2 separate regions of the Mus musculus genome follow, and region 1 is linked to region 2. Evidence: chromatin contacts called from public HiCAR-type data. All regions are on one chromosome and are shown on one strand. The core of a region is the stretch at or near the end of the contact, and the rest is flanking DNA. Distances in the headings are between cores, read along the strand shown.

Region 1 (3,709 bases), core at 737-3,236, 420 kb before region 2:
TTTCACTTTCTATCTAGACTTCATAATTGCCACATTGCTCTTATAAAAAGTATCTCCTACCAGATACTTTTGTGCAGTCCTTGACATTGTCAATTGTGACCTCTGATCATCTATTATTACATACTGAGCATTTATCATTAATTTTTTATTATGGACCTTTAAGGATGCAGATAAATAGTGATAAGGGCAGATAATAGTGATAAGGGTATGGACAGGAGGAAGGGAGGCCAACGCAGGTACACTCATGGACACTATGAGTAACTCAGCTTAGTCCCGTGACAACAGCTCGGTGGTGGCAGAAACCCACGTCAGCTGACTTAACCAAGTCTCATCTGTCATGACCTTTCCCAGCATTCCACCTGCCTCAAGCAACAGCAAGCCTGCTAGGGAAAACCTCTGATAGAAAACTGCAGATGCTTCCAGTGGGGTGCCATTGGTATCTATGATAACGGGATCTGTCAGGGACATTGGCAGATTCTGCTCCACAGACAAGGTTTTTTCCCCCTATGGAAATTTCAGAGGTGAATAATAAAAAGCAAGCATTATAATTGCAGACAGGGACAACACTATGAAGACAATACAGCCGTGGAGTATGGTTGCACTTGGCTGTGTTTGTGGGTTGAGCTGTGCCCCTCTCCCATTTATTGAGGTTCTAGTGTCCAAATCCTCCTTATAGAGGTAACCGGGTTAAAATGAACACATGGGCGTGAACCTTACTCCAGTGAGCCATAGCCTGATAGAGGAGGGGCTTTGGACAGAGGCACCCATAGAGGAATCCAACAGGATAAAAGGAGATGCCTGCCAACACGCAAGCCTGAGGACAGCCTGTAACAATCTCTAGCTCACAGAGGGAAACAAACCTTTGTCTCAGGTTTCTCTCCACCAGGAGATACTTAGTGTCTATTGTTTAAGCCACCTAGTGGGAGATACCTTATTAACAAAGGCTCTAGCAACTTAAACACTCTCTGCCAATTTGACCCCGTGGCTAGGGAAATCCCCTCTTTGGAGGCAGCTCTTAAGGTGAGGCCTCGTTGAAAAACAGTTCCGGTCCTGTGTAGGTCTGGGGCAGACCACTTTACATGGAGGAATAGCAGAGACAGTGCCATGGGAAGAATTTGGTATACTCAAAAAAATAGCAAGAGGGTCACTCCAGCTGGGTTTGGGGAGTGGGAGGGGGATGAGTTCAGGCTGAGGCTTGAGAGTCTGGCAGGAATGCTAAGCTGTGCTATGCCGTAGAAGCAAGCTAGGACTTAAGCAGAGCAGAGCAATGGTAGGGGTCGTCATGCTTTGTAAGTACTCTCCTCAGTGGCCAGTAAGTGTCCAGGTAAGGGGTAGGGGTCAGGATCAGAGGCAGAGGACCAGTGAAGAGACTACTTCCATTGTCCAGGGCAGAGACGTTAGGTTAACAGGTCAGAGGGACATCGAGGGTTCCAATGGAAAGAGAAAGAGGAGAGAACAAATTCAGGTATCATTAGGAATTGATAAGACTTGCTGAGGAGAGGAGATAGGAAGTCATCAGAGACAGCTGTTTGCTTAAGACACAGCTGGCAGGTGGTTAGTCACAGGGGGTGGGGAAGCCTGGAGCAAGACAAGGTTAAAGTCACAAAAGGAGACTTGCTTTTTTCTTTTTCCTTCCAGACTTCTTGCTAAACTGTTTCCTGTCTCCCTTCTCTCTATCCACAGGCATGTTGTCCTTTCATGATGCCTTTCTTACTGCTCGCCGCTCTCTCCGCTTGCTCCGTGTGTAATTTCATACATTCCCGGGACTCCACTTAGTACCACCTACAAGCCAATCACTGTGATCTATGGACACTTAACCCAAATCCTCTACAGAGTTCCAGAACCTCGTCCTCAACTGTCTTGTAGATTCCACACCTGGAAATTCAAGCTAAGAGTCCATTCTAGCCACACCCACCCTCGGGGCAACTTATTGCTGGAGCTCTGCTTCGAGGCTTCTCCATTCTTACTTCCTCATAGTTCTGCTCCATACTTCCCCCACACCCCTTGATTGTTTAGTAATGGCTATAAGAGAGGCCCCTGAGCACGGACTTAAAAGGGAACAGTGGATGGAGGATTGCAAACGGTGTTGATAGCGTAACCAAACGAGCCGGTCTCATCTTTGAGACATTATTCTTAGATTATGTGAAACATTGTGAGCTTATCTGAAGGGATTAATGGTTGGGTTGTTTCTTAATGGAAACACGTGTTCTAAAGGAAAGCAGAGCGTGTGGGAGGGGAACCCCTAAACACCAGGAGCTCCATATTTGCATACTACTGCTGCCCTTTGCTTGCCCTTTGTTTCTGGCTATCTCAGAGTGACAACTTTCCTCTTAAGTCACATGGCTGTAGAGTTAATATTGTCCTTGCACAGCTCACACAGCTGCTTCATTATAGTGGGCAGAAGGAGCTGATTATCATCAATAATGTTGGGGAAGAAATGGATGAATTTAGATAGAATACCTAATGAATATGACATAATAATCAAGAATCAGGTCAAGGGTTTAGTATTTGGATTCTATTAATATTACTCACTATGGTAACACAGCAAAAAAGGCACACAATTGAGAAAGATACCTAAAGCCATTCGAAAAAAAAAAAAAAACCAACATTGACTTTAGACCCTCTCATATTAAAAAGGCATGCAAAAAAAGGTTCACACATATCAGCTTTACTTTCCTTAATTTCTGCCTTGCTCAGCTAGTTATGTTTTCTGCATGTTCCTCATATACACGCTTATAACAAGAGAGGCTTCAAAAGCCCATGCTTTCAAACGTGATCTTTCCCCATTTTTAATAAAGGCTACAAAAATGCTTTTCAGCGATAACAAGCATGAAGGAACGGGGTCTGAAAAAGCTTCATTGTCTGAGGCCATTTAAAAGGCTTGTACTTGTTGCAGTATTTTCATTTGGTGAATATTACTAGTCATGGCCTTAATTTATTAATGTACAGTCTGGAATCAGAAATGCAATCTCCAATAATAACTGCGTGAAAGACCTTTCACTCTGGGGGCAGCGGCAAGCTCGGCAAGCCAGAGGCAAGCCAGAGGCAGTGACACAAAATGAATTCTGATCTATCTTTTTCTAAAGGAAATTGACAGCAGACATTCCTATCTCTTTCTAGCAACTCAAGCTGACTATAATTGGAACACAAAGGCCAGTCATTCAGCTCTCCCACCCCTGGCCTTTCCCGCAGCTTCCACACCACAGAATGAATGCTGGCAGCCCTGAATCATATTCAAGTCACTGGGAATGCTTTGCAGTCAGCAGAGCTTATATTTATGTCTACTTTCTTCATTGCAAGAGTGATTTGCTTGTGTTCCATGCTGGAAAGTCACAGGGCATTATTATTGAAAGGCCTCTGAGCAACCCTGTCTAGACCAGTGGCTTTCAGCCCTGACTGAACATTAGAATAACTATGGGCCTTTTTAAAGAGCTAATGATACCCGGGCTACACCCTCCAAGAGTCTAATTTAGTTGGTTTGGTAAGTGGCCTTGGCTTTCCTAGTTTTGAAAAGCACCCCCAAGTGATTCTAACATACAAATAGCCCCAGTTAGAAACTACCACTCTTTAGAGTAACCTTTTCATTAAATGAGCAAAAGCAGACTAGCCAAGAGGTGAGTGCAAATCTCAATGACTCCCAGGGAGTTCTCCTGCTAAGAAAGCTTTTCCAAGTCCTGTCAGTAAAGCAAAAGATGAGTTGTGGCCACTA
Region 2 (3,526 bases), core at 632-3,131:
AATATGTTGCAAATACATGCACATTAACCTGCACAACAAAGGCAAGTCAACAAGCTGTGTGTTGCTCATAGGCAAACAAACTGAACATGGTCTCACTTGTGAAATATGGTTGATTGAAGACTCCATCCTCCGTAACTGTGATGCCTGGATATCCAGCATCTGTAGGACATTGTTGGCCAAGGTGTTTATCAGATACGCAACACTTGCTAAGGATTGAGTGGTGTAGGCTTTGGTTTCTTCTAGGGCTCGCTGCTTATCTGGTGACTGTGAAGGAGGAAAATAGTGACCTTCAATTTAAAGATAATTAACTTCTAGCAAACTAACTTAGTCATTTAAACCACAATGCTACTAAACCTATACCAAGTTTAAAATATTCTGAAAAACATCATTGTTACACAATTCCAAAACTAAATGATTTAATGAGCTCACTGATATTTTCAAGATAACTATACATTTTTATATATACATTTTTATGTAAGTACAAATAAAGTTCTAAAGCTAGTATTTAAAATCTGAGTTCCAGTGTATACTTTGAGCAATGACAGCACATACACATCTTCCCAATTTAACTCCTTCGGCAGCACTGACATGAATGCACAAATACTTATTCTACTTTCTCTTGATTTCCTTTTATTCTCACACACAAAATGTGTTTGATCAAAGTATTAATAATGATAAATAAAATGTCTGATAATAAAAATAATTATAAAATTAAAATGCGAGGCTACTCTGTTCTCATGTCATTTAAGAGACAGCCTTATGGGGTAGAAATTGCCAATGTCGGCCCTTTCTTAGCAGTCAGTAGCACCTATCTCACAACTTCCACAACCCAGAAGCCTTATTTGAAAAACAGGGATTATGCAGCAAGAAGTAACCAAATGACTATTTTCCAGGTTACTGCAGACCAACATATTTTATTTTGCCACCTACAGGAAGATTCTGTGGTGTATAATAAAGCTAATCCATGTTTCTGATTCAGAAACCCTGTATGTTAGTGCCATCATTAATATAAACTACAAGAGTCACCATTTCTCAATTACAAAGCAGAGAGGGTACATCCCTGATTCAATCACTCCAAGAAAATGAAAAATTGCACAGAAAAATGAAAAAACTGATGTGAAGTCACTTTCTAAAGCATAAATCCCTGTATACAGCTGCCACTGCTCAAAGTATACACTGAAATACAGTGATAGGACTTACCAGAAGTCTACTACAGTCCCAATCACATCTCTCCTACAGTCTACAAAGCATGGATACAAATTTCTCCATGGATTGGAAGAAAAAAGAAAAGTCTTTAGAAGTAATTTAAAATAACCAAATTAACACCATATTACCATGAAAAGAGTTAAGGGGGGAAAAAAAAAAGAAGAAATTCAAGTAAAACCAAAGTGAAAAAGACAAATTATAACTGATACCACAGAGATACAAAAGCTTCCTAGGAACTATTATGAACAACTATATGCCAATAAATATAAAAACCTAGAACCAGATTTGTGGGTACACACAGCCCCCACCAAAACAGAACCAGGAAGATGCACATAACTTTAACCTACCAAGAACAAACAGTAAGAGTAAATAAAAAACACAGATTGTCCAAAAAGTAAAATAATAATAGCACTAGATGGTTGCACTGATGAATTTTACTAAACTTTCAATGACAAATCATGTTATCATAGACATACCTTGTAGCCTCCCCCAGCCTTGAGCAGGCTGATTCAGACCTTTTGCTGCCACTGAGACCACCTAGGGTGGAGCCTTCCCACCTAGATGGTTTTATTGTTCTGTCACCTGCCACTGCTCATCTCCAAGACTGCTACCTGCTGAGAGGCTGAACCTGCCTTCCAGAGAAATTCCTAAAGCAGCCCCAGGCAAGCTGGCAATTGACACCTTACTGCCAAACTAGTGCAGTCAGCCTAATTTATTGCTTATAGGCTGGCGACAGGCATCAAGAGTGGATCAGCAGGAGATAGGCTTTCCTCCTTTATAAGCACAGACTCTTAGTAAACATTGCCTTGATCAGAAATCTGCCTTGGTTTCCTTTCTTCTCTGTAGTTTCCTCCCTTACAGCTCCAGCCTCCCACTCAGGAATCCAGTTCGTGTGGCTAGTACTTGGGAGGCTAAGGCAGTAAGATTTCAAGTTCAAGGCAAGCCTAAACCACAGCACCAGATTGTCTATACAAACAACAACAAAACCAATGTCAATCCTCTTCAAACAGTTCCAAAGTATAGAAAGGAAGTCAACTCCCCAGACACAACACAGAAAATTCTACAGGCAGGTATTCCTATGCACATATAGATGTAAAACTTCTCCACAAATTACCAAGTCAAATACAAGAGCATGATCTGGGAGACTTACTCTACAGATGCAAAAATAATTCAGTATGAAAATTAGTAAATAAAATACCTCAAATTAACAAAGTGAAGGCTCAAAGAATGTGCAATCATCTCCACAGATATAAAAAAAGCATTTGATAAAACCCCTTTGTGGTGGCTTAAATGAAAATGGCTGGGCTGGTGAGATGGCTCAGTGGGTAAGAGCACCCAACTGCTCTTCCGAAGGTCCGAAGTTCAAATCCCAGCAACCACATGGTGGCTCAAAACCACCCGTAATGAGATCTGACTCCCTCTTCCGGAGTGTCTGAAGACAGCTACAGTGTACTTATATATAATAAATAAATAGATAAATAAATAAATAAATAAAATGGCCTCCACAGACGCATACGTAGGTGTAGGTGTAGCCTACTTGAGTGGGCGTGGCCTTGTTGGAGGAAGTGTGTCACTGGGGGTGGGCTCTGAGGTGTCAGAAGTTCAAGATAGGTTCAATGGCTCACCCTCTCTTCCTGCTACTTACAGAACCAGAAGCATTGTCTGTGTACTGCCATGCCTCCTGCCATGACCACAAAGGACTAAATCTCTGTAAACCAGCACCAATTAAATACTTTCCTTAAGAGTTACCATGGCCATGGTTATCTCTTCACAGTAATAGACACCCTAAGATACCCTTCATTACTTAAAAAAAAAAAAAAAAACTACAAAAATGTAGGTATAGGAGAGATAAACTTCAAGCTAGGCAATGGTGACACACACTTTCAATCTTTAATCTTTAATCTTGAAAAAACAAAAACAGAAAACAGTAAGTACTAGAGATGATGACAATCCCCACCCACAATCTACATTAAGCTTTTTTGTGTTTTTGTGTATTGTTTGTTTTAGATTCCCTATAAAATTTAAAACGTATTCTAGTTCTGTGGAAAATGCCATTGGTTTTTTATAGAAATTGCATTGAACCTGTAGATTGCTTTGGCTAGAGTGGACAGACATTTTTGCAAATTTCTATCTCCAGAACTCACTGGCCAAAGCCTAGCCAAAAAAGTGAGCTTATGTTTCAGTGAGAATATCCTGTCTCAAGTCAAAAGGTAGAGCTTAAGAGAGGAAAATACCGCACACTTTCCACCATCGTCCATATGTACCCATAGAAGCTCAAGTACTTCCAAAACTTACCATACACATACATGTACCACAAACA

The links. HiCAR-type assays count read pairs that join an accessible place to other places.
Region 1: a HiCAR-type map of embryonic stem cells shows a contact between it and region 2, with 4 times the contacts expected there. The contact joins two enhancer-like sites. A contact is called at or near these places in 6 of 15 datasets of contacts at CTCF or cohesin (CD8 T cells, the NIH/3T3 cell line, embryonic stem cells and 3 more), 84 of 484 Hi-C or Micro-C datasets (the AML12 cell line, B cells, the C10 cell line and 40 more), 23 of 115 datasets of contacts at active chromatin or transcription factors (bone marrow-derived macrophages, cardiomyocytes, embryonic basal ganglia and 10 more) and 4 of 9 other capture datasets (adipose tissue, bone marrow-derived macrophages, embryonic stem cells and 1 more).

The regions. Positions count from the first base shown.
Region 1 is chr1:60,850,823-60,854,531 of GRCm38.p6, reverse strand. No RefSeq gene overlaps it. Among named protein-coding and RNA genes, the nearest start is that of Gm38137, 11 kb to the left of the region's middle. Within about 2 kb of position 1,986, at least 123 of the 459 cell types and tissues checked have an H3K27ac peak or open chromatin away from gene starts, as enhancers often do. A contact at or near this core is called in differentiating embryonic stem cells, embryonic stem cells and stem cell-derived epiblast-like cells, where this site is marked.
Region 2 is chr1:60,430,981-60,434,506 of GRCm38.p6, reverse strand. It overlaps Abi2 (abl-interactor 2), which reads right to left. Exons shown (of 12, transcript NM_001198570.1): 2 at 97-264. Among named protein-coding and RNA genes, the nearest start is that of Abi2, 23 kb to the right of the region's middle. Within about 2 kb of position 1,881, at least 13 of the 459 cell types and tissues checked have an H3K27ac peak or open chromatin away from gene starts, as enhancers often do. A contact at or near this core is called in differentiating embryonic stem cells, embryonic stem cells and stem cell-derived epiblast-like cells, where this site is marked.